Regions from separate parts of the Mus musculus genome. Here regions 2 and 3 are each linked to region 1. Evidence: chromatin contacts called from public HiChIP or PLAC-seq data. All regions are on one chromosome and are shown on one strand. The core of a region is the stretch at or near the end of the contact, and the rest is flanking DNA. Distances in the headings are between cores, read along the strand shown. Region 1 has its middle 17 kb from the start of Gm41563. Region 2 overlaps Hsf2bp (heat shock transcription factor 2 binding protein). Region 3 overlaps Hsf2bp (heat shock transcription factor 2 binding protein).

Evidence for each region. HiChIP or PLAC-seq counts read pairs in DNA pulled down with a chosen protein or histone mark.
Region 2: a contact with region 1 is called in an HNF4G HiChIP or PLAC-seq map of pancreatic cancer cells. The contact joins two enhancer-like sites. A contact is called at or near these places in 3 of 484 Hi-C or Micro-C datasets (the HL-1 cell line, myocytes and nephron progenitors) and 3 of 115 datasets of contacts at active chromatin or transcription factors (embryonic fibroblasts, embryonic stem cells and pancreatic cancer cells).
Region 3: a FOXA1 HiChIP or PLAC-seq map of pancreatic cancer cells shows a contact between it and region 1. The contact joins two enhancer-like sites. A contact is called at or near these places in 2 of 484 Hi-C or Micro-C datasets (liver and nephron progenitors) and 2 of 115 datasets of contacts at active chromatin or transcription factors (embryonic stem cells and pancreatic cancer cells).

The regions. Positions count from the first base shown.
Region 1 is chr17:31,806,733-31,809,854 of GRCm38.p6, forward strand. No RefSeq gene overlaps it. Among named protein-coding and RNA genes, the nearest start is that of Gm41563, 17 kb to the right of the region's middle. Within about 2 kb of position 1,584, at least 79 of the 459 cell types and tissues checked have an H3K27ac peak or open chromatin away from gene starts, as enhancers often do. A contact at or near this core is called in the HL-1 cell line, embryonic fibroblasts and pancreatic cancer cells, where this site is marked.
Region 2 is chr17:31,981,548-31,984,669 of GRCm38.p6, forward strand. All of the region lies in intron 7 of Hsf2bp (heat shock transcription factor 2 binding protein), which reads right to left. Among named protein-coding and RNA genes, the nearest start is that of Hsf2bp, 51 kb to the right of the region's middle. Within about 2 kb of position 1,499, at least 94 of the 459 cell types and tissues checked have an H3K27ac peak or open chromatin away from gene starts, as enhancers often do. A contact at or near this core is called in the HL-1 cell line, embryonic fibroblasts and pancreatic cancer cells, where this site is marked.
Region 3 is chr17:31,964,229-31,967,350 of GRCm38.p6, forward strand. The region is part of intron 7 of Hsf2bp (heat shock transcription factor 2 binding protein); the gene reads right to left. Among named protein-coding and RNA genes, the nearest start is that of Gm30571, 53 kb to the left of the region's middle. Within about 2 kb of position 1,638, at least 93 of the 459 cell types and tissues checked have an H3K27ac peak or open chromatin away from gene starts, as enhancers often do. A contact at or near this core is called in pancreatic cancer cells, where this site is marked.

The sequences.
Region 1 (3,122 bases), core at 334-2,833:
GAGACTGAACTCAGAACAACACCCATCTAGGCCAATCCCTCCACCAGCTGACCCACAGGCTTGGTCCCTGATTTCGATTGCTAGTTGAATTTGGAAATTGTCACATTTCCATCAACAAAAGACACACATGGAAGCAGTTTCTGAGCAGCACCACTGTTTTCAAATACTGGGAAGTGTGAATAGAATCCCACCCTAGGTCCCCTCTCCATTTTTTCCTGACTTAAAACTTGTACCACCCCCCCCCCCCCCCCCACATACCAGCAGCTACCCGGTGAATGCCAGGAGGTGATCTCGGGTTAGGTACATCCTATACCAAGGGGTGGAGGGGGCCTCATCCCCTCATCCCTCCTTTACTAGGAAGCTAGGGCTTCACTCCCAGTCTATCTTCCCCTGGAAGCAGAGCCTGGGATGTGGGGTGTCCTTGTGAAGGTGATTTATTTCAAGAATTGACCCCAGGTCGTTGTGGGGTGAATCATGTCTCTCTCAAAATTTGTATTTCCTTCATAATTCCCAATGCCTCAAAATATGTCTTTGGAGACAGGGCTTTTCAGGGTAACTCAGGTTGCCTGGAGTCATTCAAGTGAGTCTGACCCAATCTGCCTAGTGTCCTCATAGGTAGAGGCGAGTAGGGTGTCCAGCCACCAGAGATGTGCACACAGGAGAGTTTATATTGCATCTTGGAGGTACAAAGTTGAAAATGTGTCTTGGTATTTTTGTGATATCCTGGGGTCTGGAAGGTGGCACAGACCAGCGAGGAAAGACTAGAGCATTAGAAAACTTTCCTGGGGCTGGAGAGATGGCTCCGAGGTTAAGAGCACAGACTGCTCTTCCAGAGGTCCTGAGTTCAATTCCCAGCAACCACATGGTGGCTCACAACCATCTGTAATGGAATCAGATGTCCTTTTCTGGTGTGTCTGAAGACAGCTATGATGTACTCATATACATAAAACAAATAAATCTTTTTATTTATTTTATTTTTTTATTTTTGGACACAGGATTTCTCTGTGTGGCCCTGGCTGTCCTGGAACTCAGTCTGTAGACAAGATTGGCCTTGAATTCAGAAATATGCCTGCCTCTGCCTCCCAAGTGCTGGGATTAAAGGCATGTGTCACCACTGCCTGGCAAAAAAATAAATCTTTAAAAAAAAAGAAAAAGAAAGAAAGAAAGAGAGAGAGAGAGAGAGAGAGAGAGAGAGAGAGAGAGAGAGAGAGAGAGAGAGAGAGAGAAAGAAAGAAAGAAAGAAAGAAAGAAAGAAAGAAAGAAAGAAAGAAAGAAAGAAAGAAAGAAAGCCTTCCTGGGTGTTGGTAGCACACAAGGACACTGAAGGTCTGGGAAACAGAAATCCCCGAGGTGGGCAGAGTTTCAGCCTGGGGTGGGGGAGGGGGGTGTAACTTGCTACTTCCTACCCTACAAACACATGGATCTACTTAGTGCCTTCAAGTCCTGACCCTCAGGAGCCATCAAAAGGGAGCGACTTGCCCAGCTATGCCTAGTGCCCCGGGGCCTTCCCTGTCACTCACTGGAGCCAGGAGTCAACTCCTAGCCTTTCCATTCCCAGCAGAGGCCACTCCCAAGGTCCCCAGCAAGGTCATTTCCTTGTGGTCTTATCCTAACAAAAGAACGGGCCCTCTTGTGACCACAGCATTCCTTAGGTGCTTAGAGTTACAGAAAAGAAGAAGAAAAAAATCTTTCATCAGCAGGGCCATGGCCCATCTCCTTTGTTCACGTAGGTTACTCGGACTAGATCCGCAGGCAAAAGGTGCATGCTTGTCTTTGGCCTCTCCTGAAACACGAGGACCCTCAGGGAAGACCAAGAAATGAAGTGTCTGGAAGTTGAAGTCAGCCTTGCCTTGCAGGGCCCGGGGGTCTCCCAGGCAGAGAGCCCATGCTGCCCTTCTTCCTCATACTGTATATGACACCTACTTCCTGCCCAGGCCCCCAGACCTGCCCATGTACAGAGTCCCCTGGGATCTTTATGGCTGGGAACAGATGTCACAGACAGCTCTGCAGGAGGCCCAGCTGGGCTGCGAGTGACATCAGCATCTCTATCCCGCCCTGACTGGGGGGTCTTGAGGAAGGAGCTTGCTGACCACCTCTTCCACATCACTGCTGTACTTATAAACAAAACTGGCCAATTCCAAGTAGTAAAAGAAGCTGTCTCCCTGGGTCTTAGGATGCCACCAGACCTGTTCAGCCCTTTCCATTCCACAGAAGTGGAGACAAAATCCAACACGGTCCCATCACCTGTCTTCCCCAGATCTCTTTCCAAGAGAGATTCAGTTTCCCCTCGCCTGGGAACTGTCACCCCAACACCCAACCCCATCTAGAACGTGCTGGCCATCCTTGTTCTTGATGATAAAGGTCGACTGAGACGGGACATGAGAGGGGACAAGACTGGGATCCTAGAGAGTCGTCTATGTGACCACAAGAGCAAGTTGTACCAATGAGTACAGTGGATGAAACTAGTCTTCAGGACTGAACAAAACAAAACAAAACAAAACAAAACAAAACAAAACAAAACAAAACAAAAAAAGGACCTCGTGACAGAGATGTGCCAGACAGTGCTCGCACCTGCTCATGGGGATGCTCTACAATGGTGATGCTGAGGAGAGGAAGTGACACCCTTACGGAGGCCTCCAGCCCAAAGCAACCACTGTACCGCGCATGGATGGCAGAGCCTACCCCTGCCAGCCTGGCAACAGAATCTTTCCTGAGGTCCTGAGTTCCGGGTTTTCTCCCTTAGGGTAAGACAGCAGGGCTGACCTGCTTGAGCTAGAGAAAGCTGGCCCAGCTGAGGTGCTGGAGAACCTGGGGCTGGTCTCTTGGTGAGCAGGGAGGAGCAGTCATTATAAGGCCCAAACTTGTGTCTGCTTTGTTGGGCAAGTGCAGGAGAGCTTTTTAAGCCCACCCTCACTAGCCAGTTCTGTCCTAGGCTGGAAACAATAGGGAGCTGATGGTTGCTTCCTAATTAACGTAGCACTTGGTGCTTCTAACCCCCGTCCCCAGAACCCCGTTTTGTCTCCTTGTGGAAGATGGACTCCAGTGAGCATAAGGCACCAAGGGCTTCAGGGTAGAAGATCCTCTTCAATGCTGACAATCCCCAGGCGAGTGCCCTCCCCTGC
Region 2 (3,122 bases), core at 249-2,748, 170 kb after region 1:
AGTAAGAAGTTCTTCTGAAACTTTTTTTTCTCAATTGTTCTCCAGAGAAAAGCAGCCAAGAAGATGTGAGGATGGATGAGTGGCTGGATTAGCAAACGAACAGCGAAAGTTAGCAAAATTAACTCTAAAGAACGGTAATGAAGACTGCTCAGCACCAAATCACAGTCAGCAAATGGAGACCCAGGAGAAACAACACACCGCTCCGGGTCAGAAGCCGTCAGACTCGCAGCCTAGCACAAGCATTTCTAGTGAGGCAGGAAAGGGCCATAATGCAGCGCAAGCAGCCAGTCTTTGTGACCTGCTCAGGCCTCCATCTGACTGGGCAGAGCTCACTGCACCAGTCCGTCTACTAACCGCAAAGTTAATGTCATCTCCAAACATCCTCCCAAGTGTGTGAGAATGTCTAACAACTGTGTGGACATAGTGGCACAGTCAAGGTGACATACAGAGTAACAGCACCGGGCTCAGCCAGGGAGAGTCAGCTTGGCTATTCATTTTTCAAGGAGACTTTTCCTCATTCCACTCACAGGTCACAGAAATACATTTTCCTGATGATCAGAGGTAGGGGACATCTCCACTAAGTACTTTCAGGAGTTCTTTATTAGGTTAGTACTGACATTCAAACTTAGGCTGTATCCCCTGTCCTCTAAGCGTTGGGCGGCAGATTCTGAAGGTCAGGCGTGATAAAGAAGTTCCGTTAAACTGACACAGCTCTAACCCCAGCACACAGTAAACTGAGGCAGATCACGAGCTGAAAGCAAAACCAGACTGCAAAACAAGCAGCTCTCAGCTAGTCTCTGTCCTGTTTGAGCTTTATTCTTTAAGTACAATTTTAGTTCAAAGAAGCATTTTTAACAAAATTTTTCTCTCTCAGCTCTTGGTTCAAGGAAGAAAGCTGGCCAGTGCTCTGTTCCCTCCTACTCCTGGCTCCCAACTCAAGTCCTGAAAGCTGGCCACAGGACCTGCAGGGATGAGATGACGGTGGCTCAGAACAGGGAGGACAGGGCGGCTGCTATGCTAGGTATGTTTGAAAGCTCAGTCAGCAGTCCTCCAAACAGACTAGATCTTGGTGTGACCGATAAAAAGAAATCAAGAGTTGCTGGGGGAGGGGGCCTAAACAGGCTGATAAGTTGGGAAGGAAAGTTTTGATTCACTGAGACTAGGCAGACTGTGGTTAGGGCTGGTGTGGAAAAGACTGGGAGTCTGGTGTAAACATTGGATGGGAACGTCTATTCAGTGTGCCTGTGGATTCATCAAACAGAGCTGGCTCTGAGTCTAGAGCTCTGGAGGAAGTCTGAGCTGAAGACACAGGTAGTAAAGCTTGCATTCTTCAGATCACTCGAGAAGCCAAGTAGTTGTAAGATGGGTGTGAATGCCACGCGCACATCCGTAGTCTATCCAGGGAATGCAGCACCACGGCCACAGTGGGATTCTAACACTAGTCTGCATTAGCGGTTGCATAACATGTGGTCACCACCCCAATACACATTGTCCTCATCAGCTATTTGCTAGAGTTCTGTGCCAGTTCTGCGGCTGAAGAGGAATGTGAAGAATCTGGACCCAGCCTGGGAAAAAGGCAGCCATGTAGATGAACAAATGAAAGAAAATGAAGTCTAGCAAAGTTTAGAAGGAATGAGATGAGCTTACCAGAGATAGGCACAGCAACCACTGGTTCTGGTCTCGGAAGCACAGGGTTTGAAAACTCAGAAGCAACTGCTTAGGTCAAGCAAAGAAAAAGGGAAACAAGCTTCCCTTGAAGTACAAGATCCTTAGATCAGAAATAAAGACTAGAGCTGACACCTACTGTATTAGGTCTAAGAGCCTGAGGTGGACTCCCACTGTACAGATCCGAGAAGTGAATTCAACACATTAGATCGTTTTACCAGTAAGAAAGCTTCGATTGCCACCTCCATGTAGTAAGCCTAAGGCTGTGCTCTTTAAAGACATCAAGCTCCATGACAGGGGTTATGTGATAAAGCAGAAACTGATTTCTGAGAGGCAGCAAGCTCCTGGCTTCAGAGCTTTCTAACAGTACTAGAGATTTCTGAGCAAAACTGAATACATCTCACAAAGCAGATCCCCTACTGACAGAAGAGCACAGGCAGCCAGTCTTCAAATTCTTTCCTGGCCTGAGGTCAGAAGGTCGGGTCCTGAGCACAAGCATCAGTTTCCCAGGCAGCCAACACGCTCCTGTTCCCCCACTTCATGATAAAACATATTCTCAGCTTTCTAAACTTCAGGGCAGGGCTAGGGAAGCGGCTCAGGAGCAGACTTGCAGAGCATGCCTGGAACCCTAGGTGCAGCAGCAGCAGCAGGACCACTACCACCACCAAACCTTAAAACACATTAAATTCTAAAACACTAAAATCAGAGCGACATAAAACAGCGCGTACATAACTCAGTGGTTAAGCGTCTAGCGTCGAGTCTAGCATGTTCTGTTTGACTGTAGAAGGAATAACTTTAAAGTTATCGAGTGAGATAAGCTGGCAACAGACCTCAAGGTTTGGGCTGTGCTTGTTAAGTTCAAAGAACCAAGAACTGTCTTTAAGGACAAGAAATCCTGAAAAGTCAAACAGCCCAGAGCAAAGTGCTACTTTAAGATACCTTAGAGAGCTGGTGTATGGTGTTGAATGCCTTTAATCCCAGTACTCAGAAGGCAGAGGCAGGCAGATTTCTGTGAGTTTAAGGCAAGCCTAGTCTACAAAGTGAGTTCCAGGACAGCCAAGGCTATTACAAAAAGAAACTTTGTCTTGCACGCATGCGTGCGCACACAACACACACATACATGGAAAAGATACCTTAGAAATCATTCCATTGAGTCTGTGACACAGAATCAAGGCAAACTCTGGACTAGCACAGCTAGGGCCTCCGAGAATGTTTAGCCTAGATTCGTCCTTCATAAGCAAGCAAATACCTCACAAAGGCTGCTAGAAGGTCACTAGTACAAGTTGGATTAAACAAAGCCAGGCATGCTGTTTAAAAGCAAAAGTCTGGAAAACCAAGCAAAGCCAATTCTAATGGTGTGTGGCTCTGACTAGTGCCTGCAGAGCAGCTTTCATGGTGGATAGGGCCTACAACAGGCAATCAGGGTTCAAACCCAGCTTCACTGGCACACAGCTGCT
Region 3 (3,122 bases), core at 388-2,887, 160 kb after region 1:
AGATGTAGGGTTGGTGAAGGTCTTTTGCATTTTGTCCTATTGATGGTGCCCTTTACATTACAGAAGCTTTTCAGTTTCGTGAGGTTCCATTTATTGCTAATCTTAGTGCCTGAGCTATTGGTGTTCAGTTCAGGAAATTATCTCCTGTGCCAGTGTATTCAAGACATTTCCCTACTTTCTCTTCTATTAAATTTAGTATATCCAGTTTTATGTTGAGGTCTTTGACCCATTTGGACTTGAGTTTTGTGCAAGTTGATAAATATGAATCTATTTGCATTCTTCTACATGCAGGTATCTAGATAGACCACCAGCATTTGTTGAAGAAGCTTTTTTTTCCCCATTGTATGCTTTGGTTTGTCAAAACTCAAGTATCCATAGATATTTGAGCTTATTTCTGGCTCTTCAATTCTAATTCATTGATTAGCCTGTCTGTTTTTATCCCAATACCATGAGGTCTTTATTACTATTGTTCTATAGTGCAGCTGGAAATCAAGGTTAGTGATACCTCCAGAAGTTCTTTTATTGAATAGGATTGTTTTAGCTATCCTGGGTTTTTCGTTTTTCCATATGAAGTTGATAATTGCTCTCTCAAGCTCTGTAAAGAGCGGGGTTGGAAACCTTATGGGAATTGCATTGATTCTGTAGATTGCTTTTGGTAAGATGGCCATTTTTACTATGTCTTCTGAGAGGTTTCATTCAGCAGCTGATGGAAAGACAGATTCAGAGACCCACAGCCAAGCTCAGGGAGTCTTGTGAAAGAGTGAGGGGTAAGGTAGAAGGATGGAAAGAGCCAGAGGGGTCAAAGACACCACAGGAAGACCTACAGAGTCAACAAACCTGGACCCTTGGGGGTTCACAGACTGAACCACCAACCTTTCAAGGAGCATGCAGGGGTTCAACCTAGCCTCCCCCCTCCCCACATTTGTAGTAGATGTGCAGTTTGGTCTTCATGTGAGTCTCCTAACAACTGGAGTGGGGGTGGGGAGTGGGGTGGGAGGGGCCTTTCTCTGACTCTGTTGCCTTCCTTTGGATCCCTATCCCCTAGCTGGGCTGCCTTGTCTGATCTCAGTAGGAGAGAATGCACTTAGTCCTGCTGTGACTTGATGTGCCAGGGCAGGCTGGTACCCATGGTACTTCTGAGGAGAAGGAAAGGGAGTAATGGGGGGAGGGTGTTGTGAGGGTACACCTTGGAGGAGAAGAGGGAGGGGGGCTGTGATCAGGATGTAAAGTGAATACATATATAAATTAATTCACTGTATGAGCAATACTCAGAGTAAGGCTCATTTACCCTGTAAGTAAAAGGCCCCTTTTATGTGAATAAGGCAACTACAATACAAATATAAAGAAACTGCAGGAGGAACAAAATAACTAGGTGTTGGACCCAGCACAGGCCCCCAAATAGCAGTGCTGCTGACAATGTCCTCAATGACACAGTCTGCCTCAGCTCAGGCTGGACTCTGACCAGGTCAACAGAAGGATCGCTGTGGGCAAACAAAAGCCTAAACTCCACATTCCTCAGAACCCTTGTAAAGTTGCTTTCTGTTTGTTGGGAAAAGCCATCACTTCCCTTACCCACCCCTTACAGCCAACTGCCTCTGGCAGGAGCATCTAGTTCCTGATTAACTCAGTCAGACAAACCTGTAACAGATTAAAGTCCCTTGGTACTTTCCAGGCTATTCTGGCCCACATCAGACCTCCCCTTGCTCTAACTTGCAGGCTGTTCTGGCTTACATGCTTCCCTCCCTCACTGCTAGCTGTCTCCTTAAAACTAACAAGACTTCTCCCAGCGTTTTGGCTGTTCTACCCCCTACTTTGAGACAGCCTGGAAGTTAGATTCCCCACTAAACCTTTCCTTCTACTTGTGGAGTGGTCTAGGTAGAGTGGTCAGCCTACTGGTGGTTCCACTGCACCCTCGCTGACACTGGGCATGCTAGAAAGAGCTTTGTGGACCCCTGGAAAGGATAAGACTGGAGTCATGAGATAAATACAGCCAAGGGTACAGCCAATAGGGATAACCTCATGATGACTCCATAAGAGCTCAGTCACTGTGACAATAGTTGAAGGGAGGGAAACTATCATAGACCATGTATATAGAAGAGTAATACAGAACTCAGTCCCAGTCACAGAAACCTGGCACTTAGAGACAGGTGAGGCAATATGATGAAGGATCACCAAACAAAGGGGACATGCTAGGACTGTCTCACACAGAGGGGACATGCTAGGACTGACTGTCTTAAAAGGGTCTATAGGACCCCTGCCTTTAGAGGCCTTGCTCCCTCCCAGAACTCATGTGGGAATCTAAATGCCATTCGTGAGTTGTTAGTAGTGTTAAAGTGTAAATAATATACTAATTGCTTTTAGTGGTAAGGCCTTTGGGAATTAATTCAATCATTAGTGACTGAACCCTGGTAGCTTCGTAAAAGTAGATAAAGACACACATAGACCTGAGTTGTCTATTACAACAGGATGCAGCACAGGTGTTCCTTACCAGAACATTAACAGAGCTGTTAAGGCATTGACCCTCAAACCCATGAACCAAAATAAGCATTTTCAAAATTTACAAATTAACCTGCCTTGGGTATTTCAGTGTAGTGACAGGTTAATACAATGGTTTTAAAGCAGCCACCATGAGAGTTCCTCAATGAACAAAGGTGTAAAGTCTTAAAAATGATCCTAGCAAATAAAGAGAAAGTATACTTAGTAACAAAGCAAGCTAGAACTGAAAATACAATAACTGAGACAAAGTGGTTACTAGAGAGAGAATTAAAGGGCGAGGTGAAGAAAATCTGTGAGGGCCAGAAGAACGCCTCAGTGAGTAGAGTGTTAGCCAGGCAGGCCCAGCCATTCAGGTGTGACCCCAGAACCCACATAAAAAAGCTGCCTGTGCTAGTTCACATCAGCATGGTGGCAATGTGTTCCTATGCACACAAGCACAGAAAAACAAAGAAATGAAAGATGAGTGGAGGAAAAGACAGGAAAATGGAATGAAGCAATGTGAGCTAGCAAGAGAAAGATGACATTAAAACCCCAAGGGAACTGGTAAGACACAATGTTCACAGCTCTGTAGAATGAGAGCAAAATGAGGAAGGCTGGAAACAGCTGGGAAACACTGACAGAGCATG